Regions from separate parts of the Mus musculus genome. Here region 2 is linked to region 1. Evidence: chromatin contacts called from public HiChIP or PLAC-seq data. All regions are on one chromosome and are shown on one strand. The core of a region is the stretch at or near the end of the contact, and the rest is flanking DNA. Distances in the headings are between cores, read along the strand shown.

Region 1 (3,328 bases), core at 500-2,999:
CAGTATGGGTGGTGCTGAGAAACAGCTTGCCTCAGCCTCCTCCAAGTCTTACTCCCTAACAATCAAAGTTGAATCTTCATCAAACTCTTATTTTTTCTTTTCTTTTTTTCTCTTCCTCCACACCATGTTTTTTTAGTGTTAAAAATACTATATATAATGAGTTTTGTCTTTAAACAAAAGTGAGAATCATGGCTAACTATTCACTGACTGCATCATTGTTGCTATTGCCTGCTGGGCACTGGAGTTTATGTTGTTCAATCTGTGAGCCCTGTCTCATTAATAAGGGCTTCACTTCGTAGACACACATGTTTTCTAATCTAAACACAAAAGGAGGAGGAAGTATAGACTTCAGAGATTGTCACGAGCAGAGAGATAGCCCTTCACCTCGGTAGAATTCTCTGCCACTTCATCTCTCTGTCATATTGATCCATTTTATAAAACACCCAAGATAGTTTTAAGACAAAAATTAACTAAGTTTTCAAATTTTGAATTACTAAGAAAGGAAAGTTTATGAAAATGTTTAATAATGCTGACAGTCTGCAAAACTAAGGTCATCTCACTACATGACTTGATGGATGAGGGATGCAAAGTTGGCTCTTTAGTGAGCGAGTGTGTAAGTGCGTGACTGAGTGAGTATGTGACTAAGTATGTGAGTGCATAACTGAGTGTGTGAGTGTGTGAAGAAGTGTGAGTGTATATGTAAGTGTGTGGGTATGTGAAGAACTGTGTGAGTATGTGTGAGTGAGTCTGAGTGTGTGTGAATGAGTGTGTGAGTGAGTGAGCTAGTGAATGCATTAGTGCATGAGTGAGTACATGAGTGAGAGGGTGTAAGTGCATGCATGAAGAGTATCTGCGGGTGTGAGTGGCTCAGGACGCTTGGCTTGCATCCAGTTCTCACATCCACCTGTAGCCCCCTTGAGCCCTGTCACACACTGTTCTGTGAGTGATGTGGTGACTGTCACTGTCTCCTTACAATCTGCTATAAAATGAAGGAAGTGAGGCAGAAAGACAACTCGGTGGGTACAGCACTTGCTGTACGAACATGAAAACCTGAGTTCAGATCCCAGCACCCACATGAAAAAGCCATGCATGGGCATAGATACCTGTAAGCCCAGCACTACAAAGAGAAGAGGCAGGGGATTGCTGAGTTTTGCTGGCCTCCAGCCTTGCTCTAGGTTCAAAGGCAGACTCTGCCTTAAGGGAGTAAAGCAGAGAGCAGTGGGGCAGAACCTCTGGGCTTCACATAGGCACACACTTGCATACACTGCACACGCAGATGAGTGGAATGTAGGATTAACTGAACTGTTCTGTGACATTTGTACATTCAGGTTCAGAGAATGATTAAGTGTCTCTTGCACAATAATCTTTTGAGGAAATGGACCCTATCCTAACTCCCTACTTTCCAAGCAATTATGCAAGCAGAAACTAAAACTAAACCCAGACATAGGCTCCAGAGTCAACAAGATGGACCACATATGACAGAAGGTGAAACCGCTGCTGACCATTGATGAGGCTGCAGGGTCTCCTGACTCCTGACTTGGGTTTGATCTCCTGGTAGGGGTGCCACACAGTCTGTCTGTGTCCCACACATATGTGGGCATAGAAAAGCATGGTGTTGTGAAAGAGGGAAACATAGAAGCTATTGGCAGTGACCTTAAATGTAGATTCCTTCTGTTCTGATGCAATGTGGACCTGAACTGGGGAAAGCCAGTGTGGGCTGCTGAAGTCCCAGAGATGCAGGCAGTGTCGGGAGTGGCTGGCAATGAGTGAGCAGGATGATGTAAGGGCGGTGTGCGGAAAGGAGAAGCTTTCGGGAAGTAGCAGGCTGCTTACGATTTCCTTTGCTTTATCTCTTGAACAGTGGGAAAACGTTAAAGGCCCTAAGCTGTGGTGTGATCAAACTTCCCATTTAAAGATAGCTGTCTGACTGAGGTTGAGGTCAGCAGTATGAAGGCAGGGACCAATAAATAGGTTCCTTTCATGCTAAGATGATGGTTGGGAGAACAAGGGAATACAGCCCTGGAAATGAAGAGACCAGGGTAAGCTGAAGAGAATGACTTTAAAGTAGTGTACAAAATAGCGACATTGAGGAGCTCGAAGATGGAGTAGATAGGAGAGTAAGCCGAGAGAGGCAGAGCTAGGCTAACCTCGGATTCAATCTAGTATAACTAGCTGAAGGCTGGTGGAGGTCTCAGCCTGGAAGACACCAGGAAGAGCGGCTCAGGTGCAAACTGGATACAGAGCCCCACAAGTAGGTGTCTATACTCAGCACCAAGGCAAAATGATGGGAATTAAGCCATGCTTGTAAACTCACAGAGAAGAAGGTAGTAGAGAGGAGGAGAGAGCAAAGTAAGGGAAAGAGCCAGGGTTGGCTCTGAAGAGCTTCCGTGCTCCCTCACTGGGGGAGGACTCAAACTGCAAAGGGATCCATTCATTATGTGGTTGCTATGAGAGTATTGGCTACTTTTCTTGTTGCTGCTACAAAGTGTCCCACGAAAAGAAACTTGAAGGACACAGTTTGAGAAGATAACATTCTGTCCTGTCCAGTGGCTTGACTGAGGAATATCATTTGCTCGTCTGAGAAATACTGAAGCAGTAGCAACAGGGCTGGGTTAGAGCTGAGCTTAGGTCAGGTCAGATCCCAGTACACTCGCACACCTAACCCCGTGCCTTCACAATGCAGCGCCTGCCTGTGCCTCTTCACCACGACAGACTACTCACTGGCTTCAGAGTGAGCCCCTGCCCTCAAAAGCTCGGTGTGGAGAGGGCTAGCAAGGTTGCTCAGTGGTTAAGACCAATGCTGTACCTGACCCCTGGAACCCACGGGTGGAAATAGGGAACCAATTCCTACAAGTTTACTTCCACATACATGCGAGGTCACAAAATAAGTATTATTTTTTAAAATTACATTAAAGAATCTACATGTGCAGGAATCTGATGATTTCTCATATTCTCTGTTCATTTCAAATGATAAATTGTAAATTGTTATCAGAATAGAAGGCTGTATTAAATCAGCACGGGAAGTTGCAGGAAGTAGTGTACTTACTGGGGATCCATTCTGGGCAAAGGCACTGAATTATGCAAACTTATAAGGTACAACCGTGGCTGATTTTGATAATACTGTTAAATACCACTCATTTTTCTATGTTTGATAGAAAAATAAAACAGCAGAAATCCTGATTAGAGTCTCAGTGGCGCTCAGCCTTCCTAACTGCAACCCTTTAGTACAGTTCCTCATATTATAGTGACCCCCCAACCAGAAAGTTATTTTTATTGCTGCTTCATAACTGTGATTTTGCTACTGATCTGGGAGTATAGGTTTGTCAAA
Region 2 (2,838 bases), core at 222-2,721, 130 kb before region 1:
AAGCAGGTGAGAGAATGTAGAGAAAGGGCAAGTCCCATACATTCCCATTCTCCTTATGAAGAACAATGTGATGCTTCCTCGGAGAGCAAAGAGAAGGGCTGTGAGTGCTCCAGCCATCCCACTTGCCCTAGATGCAAGGGAAACAAAATCACGTGTGGAAGGTGTCTCTTCATGCCTATTTTCATTGCAACTCCTTTCTCCACAGCTAAGATAAGAAGCCCATCTAAGTGCCTATTAGCAAACAAAACATAGTACAGGTGCCCAATGGAATTCAATGATATTCACCCAATAACAAGAAAGAAAAACGAAAACACCATTTGCAGTGGAGTGAAAGAGAACTGTGGACTGTATGTTAAGTGGAAAGGGACAGACACAGAAGGCTTAGGCACCATGTGTTCTGTCTCTCATATGTGAAAGTTAAAAACAAACCAGCCTAAATGCAGAATAGTGATTTACTAGAGCTGGAAGGGGCGGGGGCTGGAGGAAGGGACAGCTGAGTGGGTTTGACTCATGAACACTGTGCACATACAGAAATATGACACGGAACCCACTAGTATGTACAATTAGCATATTCATCAAAAATGAAAATGGCAGTCCTGCAAAGACGGGAATTAAGTGCCTGAGGCAGAAGGAGCCCAGCTGCTCCGGGCTCTAAGGGAGGCAGAGCACAGCGGACTTCAGGAGCAAGAAGAAGCAAGTGTGTGTGCTAGGGCACTGTGAGCAAGAGGCTGCAAGGCACGGGTGGCACTGGGAGGCAGGGAGGTTCAGATGGCCCGGATCTTTGTTTTTTCTGTGTGTGCTCTGCAACCCTGGGTGAAGAGGGGCTATACTGTGTTAAGGCCTGCGGGCCAAGCCAGCATCAGGAGTGAGTTGAAAAGTTTTTTGGTTTTGTTTTTTGTTTTTGTTTTTTTTTTTAATACCCAAATCCAAATCCAGCAATGAATGTGATTAATAGTTTTTGAAAACTTGCTTGGCTTAGCTACAGCCTGGAGAGTGGACTATGGTGACCCAAAGCTGGAAGAGAGAAAACAGAGTCATCTCCAAAGGATCAAGCATGGCCTTCACTAAGCTTGTGTGGTTAGGCAGAGGGCGAGACAGGTTTACCCACTATGACTCTGGGTAAATTAAAGAGAAACAGAAAGAAGCGCAACTTCATTATCTCTCATGTCATGACAAAGCCATAGCACATAGGTTGGGTTTCCGGGCCCTTTCAGCTGCACTAGAATTGCTCAGGAGTGTGGTGTGTGTGAAAATGAGCACACAGTGGGACTTACCAGTCACCATTTCTCCTTTTGTGAGGCTGAAAATCATCCAATCTAATCGAACTGGCCACTGCAGTGCGGGGCGCCTCCCCTGCTCTGTTCCTTCATGCTGACATCTGCCCTTTACCACCTACTGGGTTTCTCAAGGCCTAATCTTCCTGTGACTTATTCTGCAATCCCTCTCTGGAAGTCATGTGCCTGCTGTGGTAAGAACACCCACTTCCTCCCTCTCTGCATAGAATAGCACCTGTGATCCCTGCTCTGTACACACTCCCTGACCAACCCTCTTCTGGTGGATGGAGAGCCAAAGGTAACACAACACAGGCAGGCATGAGAAACCTCACAGTTCAGTGTGGGACTGAGAACTAACTACGTGGGAGAATCTTGCACCATCAGGAGATCCACACACCCAAACCCACACAGCCAGGTTTCTCCCCTTTACAGCTGAGCTCTCTAAAGGCTGAATGGGGCTGGGATGGGGAGATCTACCTGCGTTCCTGGCCCTTTCCCTCTGAGTCCTGTGGCCAGCAGGCTTTAAGTTCTAGGTAAGGAATCTGAAGTGTTTCCTTGAAAAGCAACAAAATCATTTGACTCCCTAAGTAGAAATGTCTTAGGGAACCAGGAGATGACAGTTATATCTTTTATCTCCCACCTTATCCTCACAAACAAATATCTTTAGTCTATTTGCTTTTCAGTAAACACACATCAAATGATCACCAGTACAGGTGTGGTCTTGGTGATACAGTTCCTGCTGGCCAGATCTTTGAAGAAAATCTCTGGAGAAGCATCTAAAGAAATATTCAACGTCCTTAGTCAAGAGGGAAATGCAAATCAAAACAACCCTGAGATTCCACCTCACACCAGTCAGAATGGCTAAGATAAAAAACTCAAGTGACAGCAGATAACGGGGAGGAAGTGGAGAAAGAGGAACACTCCTCCATTGCTGGTGGGATTGCAAGATGGTACAACCACTCTGGAAATCAGTTTGGCAGCTCCTCAGAAAATTGGACAGAGTACTACCTGAGGACCCAGCAATACCATTCCTGGGCATATACCCAGGAGATGCCCCAACATGTAAGAAGGACACATGCTCCACTATATTCAAAGCAGTATTATTTATAATAACCAGAAGCTGGAAAGAACCCAGATGCCCCTCAACAGAGGAATTGATACAGAAAATGTGGTACATTTACACAATGGAGTACTACTCAGCTATTAAAAACAATGAATTTACGAAGTACTTAGGCAAATGGATGAAACTAGAAAATACCATCCTGAGTGAGGTAACCCAATCACAAAAGAACACACATGGTATGCACTCACTGATGAGTGGATATTAGCCCGGAAGCTAGGAATACCCAAGATACAATTCACAGACCACCCTCAGCACAAGAAGGAAGACCAAAATGTGGATACTTTGGTCCTTCTTAGAAGGGGGAACAAAATACCCGTGGGAGGAGTTACAGAGACAAAGTGTGGAACAGAGACTGAAGGAAAGGCCACCCAGAGACTGCCCTACCTGGGGCTCCATCCCATATTCAGTCACCAAACCCAGTCATGATTAATGTGGGGAAGA

What was found. HiChIP or PLAC-seq counts read pairs in DNA pulled down with a chosen protein or histone mark.
Region 2: an H3K4me3 HiChIP or PLAC-seq map of bone marrow-derived macrophages shows a contact between it and region 1, with 3 times the contacts expected there. The contact joins two enhancer-like sites. A contact is called at or near these places in 3 of 15 datasets of contacts at CTCF or cohesin (CD8 T cells, large pre-B cells and pro-B cells), 58 of 484 Hi-C or Micro-C datasets (the AML12 cell line, B cells, the Ba/F3 cell line and 40 more), 8 of 115 datasets of contacts at active chromatin or transcription factors (CD8 T cells, the HPC-7 cell line, acute myeloid leukemia and 4 more) and 1 of 9 other capture datasets (embryonic tail).

What each region holds. Positions count from the first base shown.
Region 1 is chr3:9,723,837-9,727,164 of GRCm38.p6, reverse strand. The region is part of intron 3 of Pag1 (phosphoprotein associated with glycosphingolipid microdomains 1); the gene reads left to right. Among named protein-coding and RNA genes, the nearest start is that of Gm33169, 62 kb to the right of the region's middle. Within about 2 kb of position 1,749, at least 48 of the 459 cell types and tissues checked have an H3K27ac peak or open chromatin away from gene starts, as enhancers often do. A contact at or near this core is called in acute myeloid leukemia, bone marrow-derived macrophages, granulocyte-monocyte progenitors and 2 more, where this site is marked.
Region 2 is chr3:9,851,819-9,854,656 of GRCm38.p6, reverse strand. No RefSeq gene overlaps it. Among named protein-coding and RNA genes, the nearest start is that of Pag1, 20 kb to the right of the region's middle. Within about 2 kb of position 1,471, at least 76 of the 459 cell types and tissues checked have an H3K27ac peak or open chromatin away from gene starts, as enhancers often do. A contact at or near this core is called in acute myeloid leukemia, bone marrow-derived macrophages, granulocyte-monocyte progenitors and 2 more, where this site is marked.